Linked DNA regions of Mus musculus: regions 2, 3 and 4 are each linked to region 1. Evidence: chromatin contacts called from public Hi-C, HiChIP or PLAC-seq and promoter capture Hi-C data. All regions are on one chromosome and are shown on one strand. The core of a region is the stretch at or near the end of the contact, and the rest is flanking DNA. Distances in the headings are between cores, read along the strand shown. Region 1 holds the start of Pign (phosphatidylinositol glycan anchor biosynthesis, class N). Region 2 overlaps Tnfrsf11a (tumor necrosis factor receptor superfamily, member 11a, NFKB activator). Region 3 overlaps Tnfrsf11a (tumor necrosis factor receptor superfamily, member 11a, NFKB activator). Region 4 overlaps Gm41927 (a long non-coding RNA gene).

Evidence for each region. Promoter capture Hi-C pulls out the DNA fragments that hold promoters and counts their contacts. Hi-C and Micro-C count contacts between places; a contact is called where the count stands out from the background. HiChIP or PLAC-seq counts read pairs in DNA pulled down with a chosen protein or histone mark.
Region 2: a contact with region 1 is called in an H3K4me3 HiChIP or PLAC-seq map of bone marrow-derived macrophages, with 2.3 times the contacts expected there. The contact joins the enhancer-like site here to the promoter of Pign in region 1. A contact is called at or near these places in 1 of 39 promoter capture datasets (3T3-L1-derived adipocytes), 3 of 115 datasets of contacts at active chromatin or transcription factors (bone marrow-derived macrophages, embryonic stem cells and microglia) and 3 of 9 other capture datasets (adipose tissue, liver and pancreatic islet).
Region 3: a Hi-C map of the N1E-115 cell line shows a contact between it and region 1, with 2.0 times the contacts expected there. The contact joins the enhancer-like site here to the promoter of Pign in region 1. A contact is called at or near these places in 1 of 15 datasets of contacts at CTCF or cohesin (the NIH/3T3 cell line), 2 of 484 Hi-C or Micro-C datasets (the N1E-115 cell line and nephron progenitors), 1 of 115 datasets of contacts at active chromatin or transcription factors (embryonic stem cells) and 1 of 9 other capture datasets (adipose tissue).
Region 4: a promoter capture Hi-C map of the HPC-7 cell line shows a contact between it and region 1, with 4 times the contacts expected there. The contact joins the enhancer-like site here to the promoter of Pign in region 1. A contact is called at or near these places in 15 of 39 promoter capture datasets (the 3T3-L1 cell line, 3T3-L1-derived adipocytes, the C10 cell line and 8 more), 1 of 15 datasets of contacts at CTCF or cohesin (the NIH/3T3 cell line), 15 of 484 Hi-C or Micro-C datasets (B cells, the G1E-ER4 cell line, the HL-1 cell line and 7 more), 6 of 115 datasets of contacts at active chromatin or transcription factors (the NIH/3T3 cell line, the SCID.adh cell line, T-cell acute lymphoblastic leukemia and 1 more) and 3 of 9 other capture datasets (adipose tissue, liver and pancreatic islet).

The regions. Positions count from the first base shown.
Region 1 is chr1:105,660,901-105,665,413 of GRCm38.p6, forward strand. Pign (phosphatidylinositol glycan anchor biosynthesis, class N) reads right to left here and starts at 2,776. Exons shown (of 31, transcript NM_013784.3): 1 at 2,600-2,776. It overlaps Relch (RAB11 binding and LisH domain, coiled-coil and HEAT repeat containing), which reads left to right and starts at 2,961. Exons shown (of 29, transcript NM_173187.4): 1 at 2,961-3,733. The coding sequence starts at 3,208.
Region 2 is chr1:105,803,703-105,808,133 of GRCm38.p6, forward strand. All of the region lies in intron 1 of Tnfrsf11a (tumor necrosis factor receptor superfamily, member 11a, NFKB activator), which reads left to right. Among named protein-coding and RNA genes, the nearest start is that of Tnfrsf11a, 25 kb to the left of the region's middle. Within about 2 kb of position 2,264, at least 13 of the 459 cell types and tissues checked have an H3K27ac peak or open chromatin away from gene starts, as enhancers often do. A contact at or near this core is called in bone marrow-derived macrophages, where this site is marked.
Region 3 is chr1:105,841,673-105,845,913 of GRCm38.p6, forward strand. It overlaps Tnfrsf11a (tumor necrosis factor receptor superfamily, member 11a, NFKB activator), which reads left to right. Exons shown (of 10, transcript NM_009399.3): 10 at 2,848-4,241. The coding sequence ends at 3,194. Among named protein-coding and RNA genes, the nearest start is that of Gm41926, 20 kb to the right of the region's middle. Within about 2 kb of position 2,784, at least 21 of the 459 cell types and tissues checked have an H3K27ac peak or open chromatin away from gene starts, as enhancers often do. A contact at or near this core is called in the N1E-115 cell line, where this site is marked.
Region 4 is chr1:105,904,997-105,909,425 of GRCm38.p6, forward strand. All of the region lies in intron 2 of Gm41927 (a long non-coding RNA gene), which reads right to left. Among named protein-coding and RNA genes, the nearest start is that of Gm41927, 27 kb to the right of the region's middle. Within about 2 kb of position 1,630, at least 116 of the 459 cell types and tissues checked have an H3K27ac peak or open chromatin away from gene starts, as enhancers often do. A contact at or near this core is called in the HL-1 cell line, the HPC-7 cell line, the N1E-115 cell line and 6 more, where this site is marked.

The DNA of each region.
Region 1 (4,513 bases), core at 1,526-4,025:
ATATCCCAGTGTGTGCATTAAAACTATTCAAGCATGATACTGAGAGGCAAAGTACCCTATGGGAAGATGGTTCAGCTGATTTGTTGAGAACTTGCAGTTAGACAAACAAGCCCTTAGTTATAGGATAGGAACTAGAAGCACTCCAGATGGTAGGTCAGCCACTAAACTCTACTTTCAACTTAAGACTCAAAGGCAAACCTTTTAAACCTATTTTTAATTTGTGCTTTCAAATTCAGTCCCTAAATTCATGCTGCTGCCTCTTTTTGCCCTACTGACATAACTTTCACAGGCTCTGCTAGTCATTGATACCCGTGTTTCAAAAACCTGCCAAATGTCCTCAGTATCCAGTATTTCATTGATTAACTGACTGTACTGGCTGGTTTTGTATGTCAACTTGACATAGGCTGCAGTTATCACAGAGAAAAGAGCTTCAGTTGAGGAAATGCCTCCATAAGATCCAGCTGTGGGGCATTTTCTCAATTAATGATCAAGGGGGAAGGCCCCTTGTGGGTGGGACGATCTCTGGGCTGTTTGTCTTGGGTTCTATAAGAGAGCAGGCTGAGCAAGCCAGGGGAAGCAAGCCAGTAAAGAACATCCCTCCATGGTCTCTGCATCAGCTCCTGCTTTCTGACCTGCTTGAGTTCCAGTCCTGACTTCCTTTGGTGATAAACAGCAATGTGGAAGTGTAAGGCGAATAAACCCTCTCCTCCCTAACTTGCTTCTTGGTCATGATGTTTGTGCAGGAATAGAAACCCTAACTAAGACACTGACCACACTAACATTTGCTGCCAACCAGCTACCAGGCACTGTGGCAAGAACATTCACAATTCTATGTACTTTCATTATCTCTCTGGGCAGATGAATGTAAGAGAAGATGGGAGAATTTAGGTCCAAACATTTTCAACGTCTCACAATAAATGATATGTATATGATGTGCCCTTCTATTATTTTAAGAGCAGTTTTCCTCAGGCACCCTAAAAGTATATTTCTAAGCATCGCCATTACAAAGAAGAAGAAAATACACATTTCTGCTCATGTTTTTCCCATGCCATTCACTAATCCTCCATTCCAAAATTTGGTTACATTTTTAATCTCTTTGACAATATCAAAGTTAGAACTGATACCCCCTTTTGCTAAGAAATGTGAAACATTAAAATATTGCTCATTCTATACTATTGCCATGTTACTGAGGATTTTTTTCCAGATTCATTAATAAATAGCACAGTACAGCATTTAGTCCAACGAATTGGAAGCTAAAAGTCTTATTTAAAAAAAAATCCTTACTACTAACACTATTTTTAAATTGCTTCACAATGTAGCAAGGGTCTTTATGGTCTTTTACTATTTGGGCTAACTTTCTCCCCATCTCCCGGTCTCCTATGCTCATTTAAACCACCCACCCCAACCTCCAGTATTCCCCCTCCCACCTTCATATCACATGTAACATACTTTAAAAGCTCCTGTTAAAAAGCCCAAATAATAACTATATAGTAATACCAACCAAAGAAAGCATTTCAGAGCCTCATTCAAATGAAATTTTAGTTTCCTGTGAGACTGATTAAACTGAAATTAAAACCTACACTTAACTGCTGGGATACTTTACATGTAAACCGGTAACCAGACCTGAGGTCATATAACAATGCTCTATTTTTATTTTCCACAAAGATAAAGGAGATACTTCATTATATATATCAGAGCAGATGGTTAGCACTGTTGGCTATTTATTTTGTTGTCTGTTAGGACCTGGTGTTAATAAGAACTTAATTCTAAAACCAGGAAAAAGTGGCATTCTATGTTTAACAAAATAGAAGATATGAGGGCTAGGAGTCTAATAGCGACAGGGAAACTTCTTATCACCTCAAACTACAATCAAGGAATAGCATAAAGGATAAATGATATTCCAAACCTACGAGTATAGTTATGTGCTAAATGTTTCATAAAGGCCATCAAATCTCTCTACAGAGTACAATTTTTTAAATCGCTAAAATTTGATTGATCCATAAAGAAAACCTCGATTCTAGCCTAAATGGACTTAGCAAGGTTTCAGGGGATTGTGGAAAAGAATGGTTTTGGACAAAAGATAGGTGATACTTGTTCCAACGAATGTGTCCTAGTGCAGTGGACATGACCAGGCCACTGAAGCGGCCCAGACAACTTAGTTGTACTGAAGAGATAGCGCTGATAGTTTGAAAAGTTCCTTTGATGTAAAGTGTATGTTAATTTCCATGGGTTTACATATTACTTAGTTTGTCGTCCAAGACCAGGCTGTTCACAGATGAGTGTAAAGGCATCTCGAAACTCAAATGTTGCAACTTCCGTCCAGGCTCTATCTGCACCCTTCAGCTTTCTAAGTCCTATTCCCGGACGGAGGGGGCGGGAAGGCGCCCTCCTTAACCACAAGGAGGCCATGCCGTCGCCAGATCTCCAGGGGAGAGAGCAGATGGCTGGGAAACTAGGGAAGAGCAAAGAAGCCAGATTCTGACCGCTGCTCAGAGCACTTGCTATCTGGGCGGTGACAGCAAACAGCGACAAAAAACTGAAGCGTGAAGGGAGAAGCGGGCGTGGGAACACCTTAAGTGCAAGGGTCCCGGGACTTTACCTGAGAACTATCCGGCTCAGGCCCAGTCTTGGGAACGGGACCTCCTCAGAACGAAGGCAGGACCCAGGGCGGTGAAAGATGTCGGGAGGGTTCCCTTCAACCCTCAAAAACCACAGCCAAATCGTACCCCTCAGCGACCTCCACCTCTACTGCTCCAGGGAACGCCCCCAACCTGCCCCAGGCCTTCGCTGCTCTCGCGATAACTCTCTGGCCAGGTCCTGTAACTCCAGCCAATCCTCGAGAGCTTGTGGGCGGGGTCTTATGTTTGAGCCTGGAGCGGTTCCTTCGATCTTGCCACTCCAAGGCCAGAGGTGGGTGGGGCTGAGGCGGGGACGGGGCGGGGCGAAGATGGGACCAAGCCAGTTCTCGCGAGACTAGGGACCAGGAAGACGCCTGCAGAGTCGGCTACTGGTGCAGCAGCGGCTGAGACGGGAGGTGCTGCTGCATACCGGGCTCCTGCCTCCCAGTCCGGCCTAGGCTCTAGGTGAGGAGAGGTGCGGTCGGCCTGGGCTGCCTAGGTGGTCGGCGGCTCTCGGGACCTAACGGGGATTCAGGCTGAGGGCCTGTCGGGCCAAGCAGGGAAGCACCCACATTCCTGACAGAATAAGATGGCGGCGATGGCGCCCGGAGGTGGTGGCAGTGGTAGCGGAGTAAATCCTTTCCTCAGTGATTCGGATGAGGACGACGACGAGGTAGCGGCAACCGAGGACCGGCGGGCAGGACTTCGGCTGGGTGCCGGGGTCGGCCTAGATCCTGGTTCTGCAGGCTCCCTGTCGCCACAGGACCCCATGGCCCTGGGAAGCAGCGCGCGGCCGGGGCTCGCTGTGGAGATGTCCGCCGCCCCGGCGGCTCCGGGGGGCAGCGGGGAGACCCCTGCCCGATTGTCAATCGATGCCATCGCCGCTCAGCTGTTGCGCGATCAATACTTGCTGACCGCCCTGGAGCTGCACACCGAGCTGTTGGAGAGCGGCCGCGAGCTACCACGACTGCGCGATTACTTCTCCAATCCTGGCAACTTCGAGAGGCAGAGTGGGACCCCCCCAGGGATGGGGGCGCCCGGGATCCCTGGCGCCTCCATCGTCGGAGGCGCTGGAGGTCGGGAACCGAGTACGACGTCGGGCGGAGGACAGCTCAGTAAGTAGGCGTCGCCTGTCACACCTGCAGATGGGGGATTAGAGTTGGAGTGCAGCTGAAGGGGATTGTGGGCGGGTACTGAGTCTAGGGTCGTCTTGAGAAGGGAGAGTATGTTGAGTGAGATGCGAGGTGTCCTGTGTACTGCAAACAGAAAGATCCTGCTGTAGCTCTTCTTTGCATTGGTTTCCGATCTTTGGCAGGTGTTGTACAGCTCCTGGCTCCCCGTTGGTGTTGGGACCTATAACATCAGGGTTTCCAGTTTATTGAGTATTATGGCACTCTAGAAAGCTTCCTTATTGCCTGGGCATTTTTCTCTAGGCAGTTTTCCTTTTTTCCCCAGGCTGTTGAATCACACTACGAGGAAATAAAATGTTTCTTAGTAATTCTTTGACTCAAGAAAAAGAACAAACAGGAAATGTCAGCCCTCTGTACTGAAGTTCAATCCACTGAAGATCTTTTGTCTTTGCTTTTCCATTATTTTGTATCATTAATATATGCTAATAAAAAGAAGGAAATGAGATGTGTCTGCTTCATAGAATGTTTTCTGTTTGAAATCAGTTTCACTACCCCAATTTCAATAGTATTCCGTATACAGGAAAGCTGTGGAACAAACAGACCAAGGATCTTTTACCAGCTTTCTTTTCAACATAGCACTGGGAAGGATTGTTTTTCTCTGAATAAGTGACTCTCACTTATTTTCTTTTTTTTTCTTTCTTTCTTTTCTTGCTACAATCATTCATTTTTAGCAGAGTAATCACTGGCCTAGTCATTATTTATATA
Region 2 (4,431 bases), core at 1,014-3,513, 140 kb after region 1:
CCAGATGTTTAAGTGGAAGATACCTGCGAGCGCATACATACAAATCCATAAAAATAAAGTAAAACTGTGTCAGGCTTAGCTGGGTGAAGTAGTGCATACCTTAATCCTCATACTCAGGAGGAAGAGGAAGGCAGATTTCTCTGAAGTAAAGACCAGCCTGATCTATAGAGCAAGTTCTAATGTAGCTAGGGCTACATAGGGAAAGCATGTATTAGGATTAAACAGCTGTGGTTCCTATATGCCTGTGGCAATACACTAAAATCATGTCTAGTAATCTTTAAAGGGTTAAATTTTTTATGTGGGAATTATATAATATCTTACTTTTTAGAGAAAACGCATGTGGGTATAAAGCAAGTGCTTGGGGTTTAAAGAAATAACTTGTGAAGACCCGTTTTAGAGTTGGATCCTGTGGAGGCTTTGGAAAGCAGTGATTTTTGTGTGTATAAGGGGAGAAGGTATGATTTTTGTGTGTATGAGGGTAGTAGCTCCTGAGCTAGAGCTGGCCCTAGATGCTGAGAGCATCAGAGTTACATACTAGATGTGAAGTCAAGCCCATTCAGTTGGGTGATGCCTGGTAGACTGGCTGTGGAGTCCAACACAGGCAAGACCACCACAACACTTCTGAGCAATTTTGCTCCGTTTGCTTTGGCTCTCTGTCAAATTCCCCTAAAAAGCACCTTTCTGTGAGTATCACCCAAGCAAAGTGTGTGCTTATCTGACAGACACTACTGTTGCTTTCTTAATGGGTCAGAAGTGATTGATAACACTTGTCTTCTGAAGTACAGCCTGCCCACACATCTTGCCATCAGCATGCACGAGTGTCTACATCCTTAGGCTCAGACAAACCCTGTTAGATAAAGTCTGCATCAGCCACATCCAGTTTTGTTATTTGCCTCTGCGTGTCCCTCTTATGAGGGCCACTGGGACCCAGAAAAAAGCCACAGCTCCCTCTAGGAAATAGAATCCTATAAAAGAAGAAAGACCAAGAGGGCCCAAGGGAGAAGTAGGACCTCTTCTCAGCCGATCTTGCTAAGCTCTCCTAGGCTCGCTGTGATGTCCTAAGGCCCCATCATCAGGTGACTGATGGGAAACACCCAGTTAATATAACCTTCCATCAGGAAAATGATAGCAAGTCCAACAAGCAAGCCCATGCACACCCATCCCCTCACCAGTCCTTCCCCAGGGTCCCCACTCAGTGTGCCCCCGATCCCACTTGTGAGACCAGAGTGAGGTCAGAGAGACGCTTCCCTACACTCCACTCAGCTAGCCTTGGGCTAATGTTTTCTCTATAAAACGTCTTTCATAGTTGCAACATTAAGATAGCTGGCATCTTCCCCGTCCTATCACCTCTGCAGTTTTCCTCCAAGATGGCTAATGGGTAGATAAACACTTCAATTTTGACACTGACCAGGGATAACTGTTTGTATTATCTTCCATTTCTCTTTTTAAATGTTCTTTGACAGTTTCATGCATATATGTAATGGATTCCAGTCATTTCTACCCCTTACTAATCCCCTTTCTTCCCCCCCCCCCCTCAATGACTGAGCCCTTTCTTTCTCCTGAAGAACACGCAGCCTATTTTCATGTGTTTTTATATTTGTGACCCACCAGGTTTAGTTACAGTTGCTTGTATGGACATAGGTGGGAAGTTACAGACTGGAACTTGGGTAGCTTATTCGTGGCTATACCTTTAAAGAAAGTGACTCCCGTTGGGGCCTGGGTATGGTGGCACATGCCTTTAATTCCAGCACTCAGGAGGCAGGGACAGGGGCAGGCGGATCTCTCTGAGTTGGAGACCAACCTGGCCTGCAAAGTGAGTCCAGGATAGCCAGGGTTCTCAAAAAAACAAAAACAAAAACAAAAACAAACAAAAAAACAAAAAAGGAAAAAAACAAACAAACAAAAAACACAAAAAAGCAAAAAAAACAACAAACAAACAAACAAACAAACCAAGCAGACAAAAAGTGACTGCCCTTCCCCAGTCACCATGTACTTTCAGGGTGGGTGGAGTCTCACAAGCCATTTCCCTTTCCTTGATGAACTTAGTCAGCCCCAGTGCGGTGCAGGTCAGGTCTTGTGTTGGTAACCACAGCTACGGTGAGTTCATAAATGGGACGGCCCATGCCAGGTCCAGAAGACATCCTTTGCAACACTCCTCCTCATCCTCTGGCTCTTTCAAGTTTGCCATTGCAAAGGGTGGCATAGATGTCCCGTATAGAGCTGAGCAGTCCTCTAGCCCTTAGTCTTGGTACTGCAGCTGTTATGAATACCTTCTTTAGCTGTTGTCTGATGCAACAAGCAGCTCCTCTGAGGAAGGCTGAGAGCAGTGCTAATGTATGGCTATGAATGTGCACATTTAGAAGGCAGTTTGACCACACGTCCATTGGAAAAAACAAAAATTGTAGGTTCTCCCCTAGAGCTGATGGTCTTTCTAGTCACCAACTCTGGACCAAATTTACACTACCAAGCCTCAGTAGCTCCCATATTCAGCAGGCATCTGCCAAAGTATGTACTTACTCTTTAACAGTAAATTCCCTGGGGAGAGTCTGGAACTAGTTCTCTGGAGCAGGTAGGAAGGCTGACATGTTGTGTGCACTCGATGTGGGGATCTGTTCAGCTATGCCCGACTCTTCGGTTTTCTGTATTCCTGCTAACATGACTGCTTGTCACTTGCCTTTTTCTCCCACTGAGGAAGGTGAAGAAGGAGACAGCTCTAAGACTTCGTGCTGGTCAGAGGGGGCGTGGCCATTCTGTATTGTATATTAGAATCGTACACCTTTGGAGCATGTATCAGTTAGGTTCATTTTCCTGTGACCACACTGCCTGACAGAAACCACCCAAAGGAAGATTCATTGTGGCACTTTGAGAGGATCACTCCATCATAGCAGGGAGGGCAGTTCATGGAGGCAGACATGTATGGCTGGATGCTTACCTCACAACAGACCAGGACGAGAAGGGGAGACCCTTCAGAGGCCTGCTCTGGTGACTGACTTCTGCCAACTAGGCCCCGACTCCTCAAGGTTCTACAAACTCCCTAAGCAGCGACTCCTGAAATAGCACGGTTCTCTGGAGGGGGGGTGAGGTCAAGCATGGAGGAAGCATGTCAATTTCAATCGTAAAGCCTAGGAAGGAGACGGAAGCTCTGAGTGTGCGAGCGGCTTGCCTGGGTTCCATCAGGCAACAGGCAGGTGGGCTTAACCCTCAAAGTACCTACGAGTCTTCACTGTTTACGCCTTTCACGTGTTTTAGCATTCTGGAAGGTGAGCACTGCTTAACAGCCTCTAACCATCATAGGGAGCTTATTGCAGTGAATCCCCTGGCTTAATCATAGAATTGGTGTGGAGTAAGTGGGACCGTGTCACCAGACAAAAACTGGGAGGGTCGAACGGATTCGAAAACCCCAGTAAGTTCTCATGTCCAAGAGTGAAAGGCATTTTATCTACTCCCAGCCCGGTTCCTGCCGTAGGACACATGACCATGACACCCCACATGAGGACTGTGACCACTAGTCACGTAGCACAGAACACAGAGTTCTCCATGCTGTGAGATCACCAGATGGGCCAGTCCAAGGGTTCAGCCAATAAGCTTCCTTTCCCAGACATCCTTCCTTGCAAAAGGTATTTAATTTCTGGTTCACCTAAGTAAGTTGTATGCATCCATGTACCATTACCAATAAATAGTTTGGACAAGTAAGGACTGTCTCTCTCATCAAGGACTTCTGTGGGGGGAAGCCTTTGTCATACAAAGCCTGCAGAAGGCCCCTCTGCCCGAGACACGGACTCTGACCCCTGAACTAAGCAGGAGTTCCCCTCTTCCCAAGCCCTAGGCTCATCACCTGTGGGCCCCCTCTGTTCCTGGCTCTTTGAGATTACCAGCTTTATAGCTGAGCACCTCCCATTTCATCTGCCCAAGAGGCACTCACTCACCCCCAGTGGCCAGGCAGAACTCGGATGCACAGATTGGCTCATTACATTCCTATGTGAGTTCATGTGTCCCACTGACACAGGAGAAGTGTGGTCCCTTAGTGACACAGAAGTAGGGCCAACTTTTTAAGTGACTTTCATGAAGAAGTTTTCAACCTTCTGCTCTGTCACGTAAGTGTTTTTAAATGTCCAAACAGGTCAGAGCCCTGTGCTAAAAGGTTTGTTCTATGTATCCTTAGAGGATATGAACTAGCCTAGGACAGTGAAAAGCAACCTATGTCGTATTCATATGCTTTATAGAGGTACAATTGACAACTAACTTTCCTCTACATCTACTTGTTTTGTGCGTTGTGAGCTCATATGGAGGTCAGAGGACAGACTATGGGGAGTGTTTCTATCTTTTTACCATATGTTGCCAGCCTTGGCAGCAAAGCCCTAGCCATCGAGCCCCGTCTTTCCATCCCTGTCCAGAAACAACTTGTGTACGCTATCTTCCTGATGTCACTTT
Region 3 (4,241 bases), core at 1,534-4,033, 180 kb after region 1:
CACTGACAGAAGTTGCAGAACCTACCGAAGAACAAAAACACAATGTGCCTGGCATGAAAGTTAATAGGAACCTCAAGGTGACGGTGACAGTAAAGGCTCTGCGCCTGTGGCCTGGCAGCTGTGAAAGTGACCTGTCCACAAGGGGCCGTTCTGCCTCTCACATACTGCCAAGTCTGTTTTGTTTGTTTGTTTGTTTGTTTGTTTTGTTTTTAAAGTTTAATCAGTACAAACTGACTCTTTCCCACAAATGCTAGCCTGGTAAGCTTGATCATAGATTGTTTTTGTCATATGCCATCCCTTTACATTTTTATTTTATTTGTGTGTGTGCATGTGTGCGTGTGTGTGTGTGTGTTATGTATGTGGTATCTGGTAGGTACACATGTGTTTGCTAGGCCTCGGCATAGCCTCACAAGAGATATCTATATCAGGGTCCTTTCAGCAAAATCTTGCTAGTGTAATCAATGGTGTCAGTGTTTGGAGGCTGATTATGGGATGGATCCCCAGGATCCCGCAATACCTCTCCTGGGCATATATCCAGATGTTCCAACTGGTAAGAAGGACACATGCTCCACTATGTTCATAGCAGCCTTATTTATACTAGCCAGAAGCTGGAAAGAACCCAGATGCCCCTCAACAGAGGAGTGGATATAGAAAATGTGGTACATTTACACAATGGAGTACTACTCAGCTATTAAAAAGAATGAATTTATGAAATTCCTAGGCAAATGGATGGACCTGGAGGGCATCATCCTGAGTGAGGTAACCCAAACACAAAAGAACTCATGCCACAGTGAGTCACGCCTTCCAAGGACGGCATTCATTATTCTATGAATCAAAGGACTGGATTGTCTATGCCCTGTAAGCTCAAAGAATTGAGTTCCACACTGAAAAAAAACACACACACATAGGAAACAAGAATGCACATTAGGAGTTTTAGTATAGTACTATCAAGATATCAAAATGTGTTAAGGGAAAATGGCTTGGAATGAAATGCTCAAGATCTTACACAAAATCTTTCTGTGCAAGATGACACACAAAAAAAGCTCAGGGCTTTTACTGGACCCAGATTAACTGCAGCTCTGACCAGTGGGCTCATCATGATGATTTGTAGGAAGATAAAAATGTAAATGGTCAATAGTCCCCATGTATCACGACACCACCAGATAGACCTAAGTAGGATGAGGAGAAAGAAGAGATGAGATGAAATCCAGAGTCTTGAGGAATCAGTCCTGCACCAGGAGGGAAGCTCTGTCTGCTTGAATACAGTGAAGAACAAAAGAAGTAGATGATGTCATAACAAAAGAGAAGAATGACTGAACAGAGAAAAACCATATTCTAAGCCGCTCACCGTTACTGATTTTATTAAATACATAGAGCATGTGTTTAGTTAGAATATAACATGTATGACACGTATGTATTACTTCGGTTTCTTGTTTATCCAGCTGAAAGGTAACCGCAGGTGTGAGAGAAAGGCGCACAGAGAGGCTTAGAGTGCCTGCACGGTGCAGGGGAGGAGCACCTGCAGATGCTGGGGAAGGGGAGTGCGCTGGGGGGTGGGGGGGAGTGGGGGATGGGGGCTGGGACGGGGGAGATAGAAACAGGAGCTAAGCTCTCTGGTGTTATTTTATGGAGGGAGGACTTTCCTGGTGCTCCATACAGTAGTCTGTGGGAAAACGGCAGGAACCACGGACCTTTGTGTCTTTGGATTTGTTGCTCACATTTAAAATCTTTATCTGCCGTTTGCTTCTCACCGTGCCTCCACACTGGCTTCTCAGGGGTTACCCCGCTATCAGGCAGAAAGATTCCCTCAAAGAATTTCGTGAATGCCTATAGCACATTAGTCACTGTCTTTAAAGCCCTTCCAATTTGGAGGAAACTTCACTCAGAGTGGTTAGTGCCATCGTATTTGTGAAAATTACTGTTGAGCTGGGTCACAACAGAAGACAGACAGGCATGAATGGTGAGCGCGAGAGACCAGGGAGCGGCCACTTTGATGTCTTGCGTCTGTTTTGACGCTGAGTGTTGGGAATTGGCGCAGTTATTTTCCGCTTGAGAAATTTGTGGCACATGGGTCTTTAAATGGAAAAATAAAAGAAAGGAGAGGGAGTGTGTTCCCTACCGTCTGTAAACATGCTTCTTGCCAGAAGTTTTATTAATCAAAGACTGGCTACTTCCATTTAGCCACCAAAGAATGATAGAACTAGGGTTCAAAAGGAAAGAATGAGGTTTTTCATTTCTTCTCCTCTTTGTCTCCCTTCTAGAGGAGTAAATTGAAATGTATTAATGTCTGTTGAACTCTGAGTGCACTTAGCTCCGTGATCACCCTGCAGGGCTGAGACATTAGGAACCCTTTAGAAGGTGACAGGAAGGCTTGGCCTCAGATGCCCCTGCTCAGCCCAGTGACCTGAAGTCTGCTCAGTGTTTACAGTGGATTGGTTGCTGGCTGGACTTCACCAATTGATGTCCTCCCCTCCCCCTTCCTTTCTTCCATCTTCCCCTCTCGCTTCCATCTCCTCTCTTTTCCCCTACCACTACTCTATCCCCAAGCTTTCTTCTTTCTCTTCCTTCCTGCTTCTCTCCAACTGAATGTTGTCTAGAGTCAAGAATCCGGGTGGGTTCTCCTGCCCGTGTCCTGCAGTTGCGCACTGTCCCCTTGAGGTATGAAAAGATGAAACACGAGAATGGCCAGAAGCATCCTTTCCCATTTCTTCCCTCCCTCCTCCCCCTCCCTCCTCTGCTGCTTCAGTGCTCCACTACTATGGATGGCCCAAGCTTTCCAAGGGGAACACCTGCTGTAGCTCTGATTGTAATCCATAATGCAGTTTCTCTGTGCTCTCTCCCCTGCAGGGAACGTGACTGGAAACAGTAACTCCACGTTCATCTCTAGCGGGCAGGTGATGAACTTCAAGGGTGACATCATCGTGGTGTATGTCAGCCAGACCTCGCAGGAGGGCCCGGGTTCCGCAGAGCCCGAGTCGGAGCCCGTGGGCCGCCCTGTGCAGGAGGAGACGCTGGCACACAGAGACTCCTTTGCGGGCACCGCGCCGCGCTTCCCCGACGTCTGTGCCACCGGGGCTGGGCTGCAGGAGCAGGGGGCACCCCGGCAGAAGGACGGGACATCGCGGCCGGTGCAGGAGCAGGGTGGGGCGCAGACTTCACTCCATACCCAGGGGTCCGGACAATGTGCAGAATGACCTCACCTTCTCTGTCTGCCCTGGGTGCAGGGCACCAGTGCCTTTCCAAAAACATGGTGTAGCTAGCCACTGTGCACCTCCTCACTGGTGCAGGCTGCTGGCATGGTGATGGAGCCCACCTCTCACTTCCTCCAGTGCCCCTCTCCTCTGCCTCCTACCACCTGGCATCATTCAGTTTGGCCTTTTTTTGCAACGTTGGTGTCCTGCATTATTGAGATCTGTATCACCCCACCCCCATATTTATTATTCACTTGCTTTTGTAGTGTTTTCTGATACTCTCTCTCTCTGTCTCTGTCTCTCTCTCTCTCTCTCTCTCTCTCTCTCTCTCTCTCTCTCTCTATATATATATATATATATATATATATATATATATATATCTCAGGTTTTTTTTCCAAAGAGTGAAAGGGATGCACGGCCACTACCACTAAGGCTTTGAGTTTGTGTGGATCCTTGAGAGCTAAGTTCAGGTGACCTTGTCCCCTGCCTGGTTTTGGTTTTGTTTCATTTTTTGTTTTTTAGTCTTTTTTTTTTCCTACAGTGGCAGGTACTTGGCCACTAAATCTCAAAAAAAAAAAATCATACCTTTTGTGGTTTTGGCATCCTTATTTTTTTTAAACTATTGGCTGTCTAGAAAAGATGGAGGGAGTAAATAGGACGTCAGGCCAAAGGACAAAATGAAGGTGCCAGGGAAATTCAAGAAAGAATGAATAGAGTTGACATGTCAATTTGCTTTTTCTCTTCCTCCATTAGAATGTCAGAAACACACTTAGGCAGTAGGCCCTCTTTCCTTCCAAAGTGTTTGTGCATGAGTAATTTAGCCTATGGAAGTAAAAACATTCTTCTGTGTGTGTCTGTGTGTGTGTGTCTGTGTGTGTGTGTCTGTGTTCATGTGTGTGTGTGTCTGTATGTGTGTGTCTGTGTGTGTGTGGATGTGTGTGTCTGTGTGTGTGTGTGTCTGTGTGTGTGTATGTGTGTGTCTGTGTGTGTGTGGATGTGTGTGTCTGTGTGTGTGTGGATGTGTGTGTCTGTGTGTGTATGGATGTGTGT
Region 4 (4,429 bases), core at 380-2,879, 240 kb after region 1:
TAAAATGCAAACGTGTATGAAGTTACATTCATAACCACTTCTTCAAGTGGACTCTTTAAGGGCTGGCTGCTGTTGAATATTGAGTACATCATTTTGTATTTAGGTGTGGAGGCCTGACTCTCCCCTCAGTAAGACAATAAAGGAATACAGAAGATCTTTGCAGCTATACCCCAGTGTGCTGCTTTACCCACTTATTGAGTAGAACTTGCTATTTTCTTTTTTAATTTCCATTCCCTCTTTCTGTTTCGGAATGTCCGTTTTTATTTTTTGTGAAAATCTGTCTGGTCATTTTTTAGAGCCTTTATTATTTTTGTAATCCCCTTTTCTAGCTTTTAAATATTTTTATTTTTAATTGTGAATATGCATATGTGTCTGGGTACAGATATGCACTTGAGTCCAGGAGGCCAGAAAGTATCCCCTGGAACTGGAATTACAGGTGGCTGTGAGTCTCCCAGTGTGGAAGGGCAACCTGCGTCCTTAACCACTGGGCCTCTCTGGAGCCCCTGGGCATTTTATCTCTTGTTATATGTCCACTCCCACAGCTTCACTGTCTCTGCCGCCGTTCCCGGAGTTTCCGGAGTTCCCGTAGTCTGTGGTTTGGTATCCCCGTCGTTGCTCTTCCTCCCTGGGGCCTAAGTCTGGGATGCTTTTATCCACAGGGAACTCAGATTGGCTTCCGCTGAGGGAGGGGGCACTTGCCCAGTATACTTCAGGAATCCACATCCCCACTCTCTTTTCCCCTGTGGCTCATCTTAGACTACTTAGCCCATGGTCCGTGGCAGCTCTAGCTGGAGGAGGATCCTTGTCTCCTGTTTTCATCCTCCATGTCTCCCTCAGATTCACCTCTTTCCTGCCTGGCACTTATTCTATCTATCATATCCAGCACTTCTAGACATCTTCCTTCCAATTACACGTGTGGTGTTCTCTGTATGTTGTAGGGAAGGAAAGAACTCTCACCCCCAAACACTCACACACCTTATCTACCAAGCACAGGCCTTTGCGTATGGGAAGTATCCATCATGTAACTAATGCTTTGTTCATTAATATTTAAACATGGACCCTGGCAAATTAGTGTATATCTTTGCCAGTTTTCATCTTGAACCAATGCCCTGTCCTGTGTGCTTTTCTAATTATCTGAACTTGTAATTATTCGAAGAGCTTCCTCCCTTCTGTCACAAGTGATGAATTCATTGTTGGTTCAGCTTCGAGCACCGCCACCACCTCCCAGCCTTTGCCAACTGTGGCTAACGGTGGCTGGGCCCACATCCCTGTTTGTTTGTCCTAATGCTCGTTACTGTTTGGCTCTCCTCTACCTGCTGCCAATGCAGAACTATTTATATCAACACAGAGACGCCTTGGTGAGCTTCGCTGTGATAACACATCCTCAGAAATCCTTCCATCACAAAGGACTTTGCCCCAGTTCTCCTCCTAGAACTCCTCTCCTGGCACTGACCCAGGGACCCTCCCCAAGAGGAACTCCTGGCTTCCCCAGGGGAAGTGGCAGCCACTGGTCCATCAGCTTGGATGATAAGTCTTTGCCTTCCAACTGAAGGCCCTGGAATGAGACATGCAATGGAACTTGCCCAAAGAGGTCACGACAGCTGAGTCACAGAGAACAGCATTGAAACTGAGATTCTGAGAGGAGAGTGCCCACTGGGAGTGGAGCCAAGGTGCTGAGTCATGCCCTGGGCTCTGCATCACTTGCTCTGTGTCAAAGCTTCTAAAAGAAGGGGATGTCGCCCTTCCTTGAACATTATACCACAGAGACACATGCCCAGGTATTACACAGCACCCCATAAATATGTACATGTTTGATGTATCAATTTTTTAAATAGTGTGTGTGTCTGTGTCTGTGTATGTGTCTGTGTGGTGTGTGTGTGTGTGTGTGTGTCTGTGTGTCTGTGTATGTGTGTGTGTGTATGTGTCTGTGGTGTGTGTGTGTGTGTGTGTGTGTGTGTGTGGTGTGTGTGTGTGTCTGCATGTAGGTAATAAGACAACTTGTGAGAGTCTGTTCTTTCTTTGTACCGTGAAGACTCTGGGTGAGGACTGTGAGAATTGAATTCAGGTCATAGGTTTGGTAGCAAACATCTTTATTCTTCAGTTGTTTACAACAAAATTAGTTGATTAAAAATGACCAGCATTTCCTATCCAAATTTGTTTTTTATGGTTATCTTCTTTTGACTCAAATAAAAAGAGGATGGAGAACACTTGTCTTCCCAGGGCCAGGGCCTGGCTTCCAGTTCTGCAGTTCAGACGCCAACATGATAGTGCCGTGAGAATATTTATTGTCAGTGTTGCGTTTTATAAAAAGAAAGAGACCAGAGATACGTTTGGTGGAGGCAAGCCATGGTGTAGGGGAAGAAGGTGCCTCTGCGGGGCCAACGCTGAGGCATCCCTTCCCCCCTGAGGTACCAGCCAAGTATGGTATAGAATAGAGTTGGGGTAGGGAGGGCAGGCATGAGCACGTGGAGAGAGAGGGAGAGGGCCATGAGGAGACGGGAGGGGCGAAGTATAAGGGAGCGAAAGGAGAAGAGAGCAAGAGAGAGAGAGGGAGGAGAGGCAAGAGGTCCTGTTTATGGTGAGTCAGGCACACCTGGCTGTTGCCAGGTTATTGTGTGGCAGAGGCTAGAGGAAATGCCAACAGTCATCAATGTGACATTTGGGCTATTGGCGTTCATCTATCCATATAATTTATTACTACCAATATTCCATATGTTGGTATCAGGACCTCTGAAACCCATGACATCACATAGGCAACAGCGCAACCCACACACCTGTTGCCAAGGCAACAGCCACCATATTCCCAGATTCCACTTGGCTCCCACCTTTACCTGTGACTATGTCACCATCCATATATAAAGGAAAGCTCCTCTGATCGATCTCTCTCTCTCTCTCTCTCTCTCTCTCTCTCTCTCTCTCTTCCCCCTTCTCTTTTCAATGTCACCTTGCCCTTCTCTCTCTCTCAATAAACCTCAGATGGAACTGTTTGGCCTGGTGTGGTCTTTCTGGAGCCGCAGGACAATCATACCACCATCCTTAGACACAGGACAGAGCTCCAATCAAGGTGTACTGGCCGAGTCTAATAGGACTCCACAGTCACCAGTGTGAAGAAATCAGAGCAGCCCCCGAGAAATCAGGCCGAGGGAGTGGAGAGCCAATCCACGATTTTCAACTGAACTGAACACATTTGTATTCTTGTTAGCATTCACAGCAGGTGATGTATGAAGGATGCCTGGGAGCTGGGCCAAAGAGACATTTTAAGACCTAGCATGATTTTGTGCTAAAAATAAAACTACCAGTCAAATTTACTTATTTATAAGTCAGTTGTGCCACTACCGGGGCAATGTGAGACCTACTCCGGGGAAGCTGCTCATCTCTAGCCTCGGGCCCACGTTTCTAACAGGGGAATATCCACATTGCACCACTGGGTCAGGGTTGAAAATCAGTGGGTGGTAAGTTTCAACACACTCGCCTAGAAACAGCCCCAGGGCTGCTCACACACTGGGGCCTGGCAGGATACTGGTGCTATTTACATCCTTGTGAAGGTTACTGCTCCTGCCATAAACACAGTATGCGGTCCATAAGCACAAACCTCCAGCTCCTGGCCCCACCCTTTCTTCTCTGCATCACTGGCTACAGTGCACTGCCCTAGGTTAAGCTTCCCTCTGCTCTGAAGGGGTCGCTTTTCTGAAGGTCACTGGAATCAATATGACAGTGTGGACTTTCAGCTTGGAACAAGCAGGCAGATGTCAGTTGTCCCGTTCTACTCATTTCCAAAGAAAGGTAAACAGACAGTGTCACGGGGTCTGTGGGATCCAATGCGTACTTACACCAGCTGCTCTTAACACACCAGCGTCTCCAGGAAAAACAGGCAACAGTATCTACCTCCCGCCTTTGTTCATTAATAAACATTTTAAGGGATTCCTCTCACTTGATTTTTATCATGGAATACTTTTAAAAATAGGAACAGAAATCCAAGCCTTTAAAATTTAATGGCTGATCCTATTTCTTTATTGCTTTCAAGTCTCCTAAGCTATTTCCTTTCTTAATTATCAATAATTAACTTTTTTTTTTAAAGAAACCAAGTAGAAGGAACTGGAAACAAATCTCTATGCCTCGCCTCCCCCTATGCTCCTGCATCTGTTCCCAGGCACCACAGCCTCTCAGCGTCGCTCAGAAGAGCTAAGCTTCTCCCATATCTCCCTGTACCTGTTTACAGGCTCCTCTTGCTTCTTCAATAGAGGTCTTCTCTATAGGGAGGAGGCTGTCTCACCTCTTCTATCCTACACTCAATCAAACCAGCTTCCTCTTCTTGCTTCAACAGTACAGCCACCACTCTGATCACAACTGGTGTGTTTATAAAAAGATAAAGAGGTATAAGATATGTTCTATGGGAGTGTGGTGAGGTATGGGGGAAGGGGATCTCTCA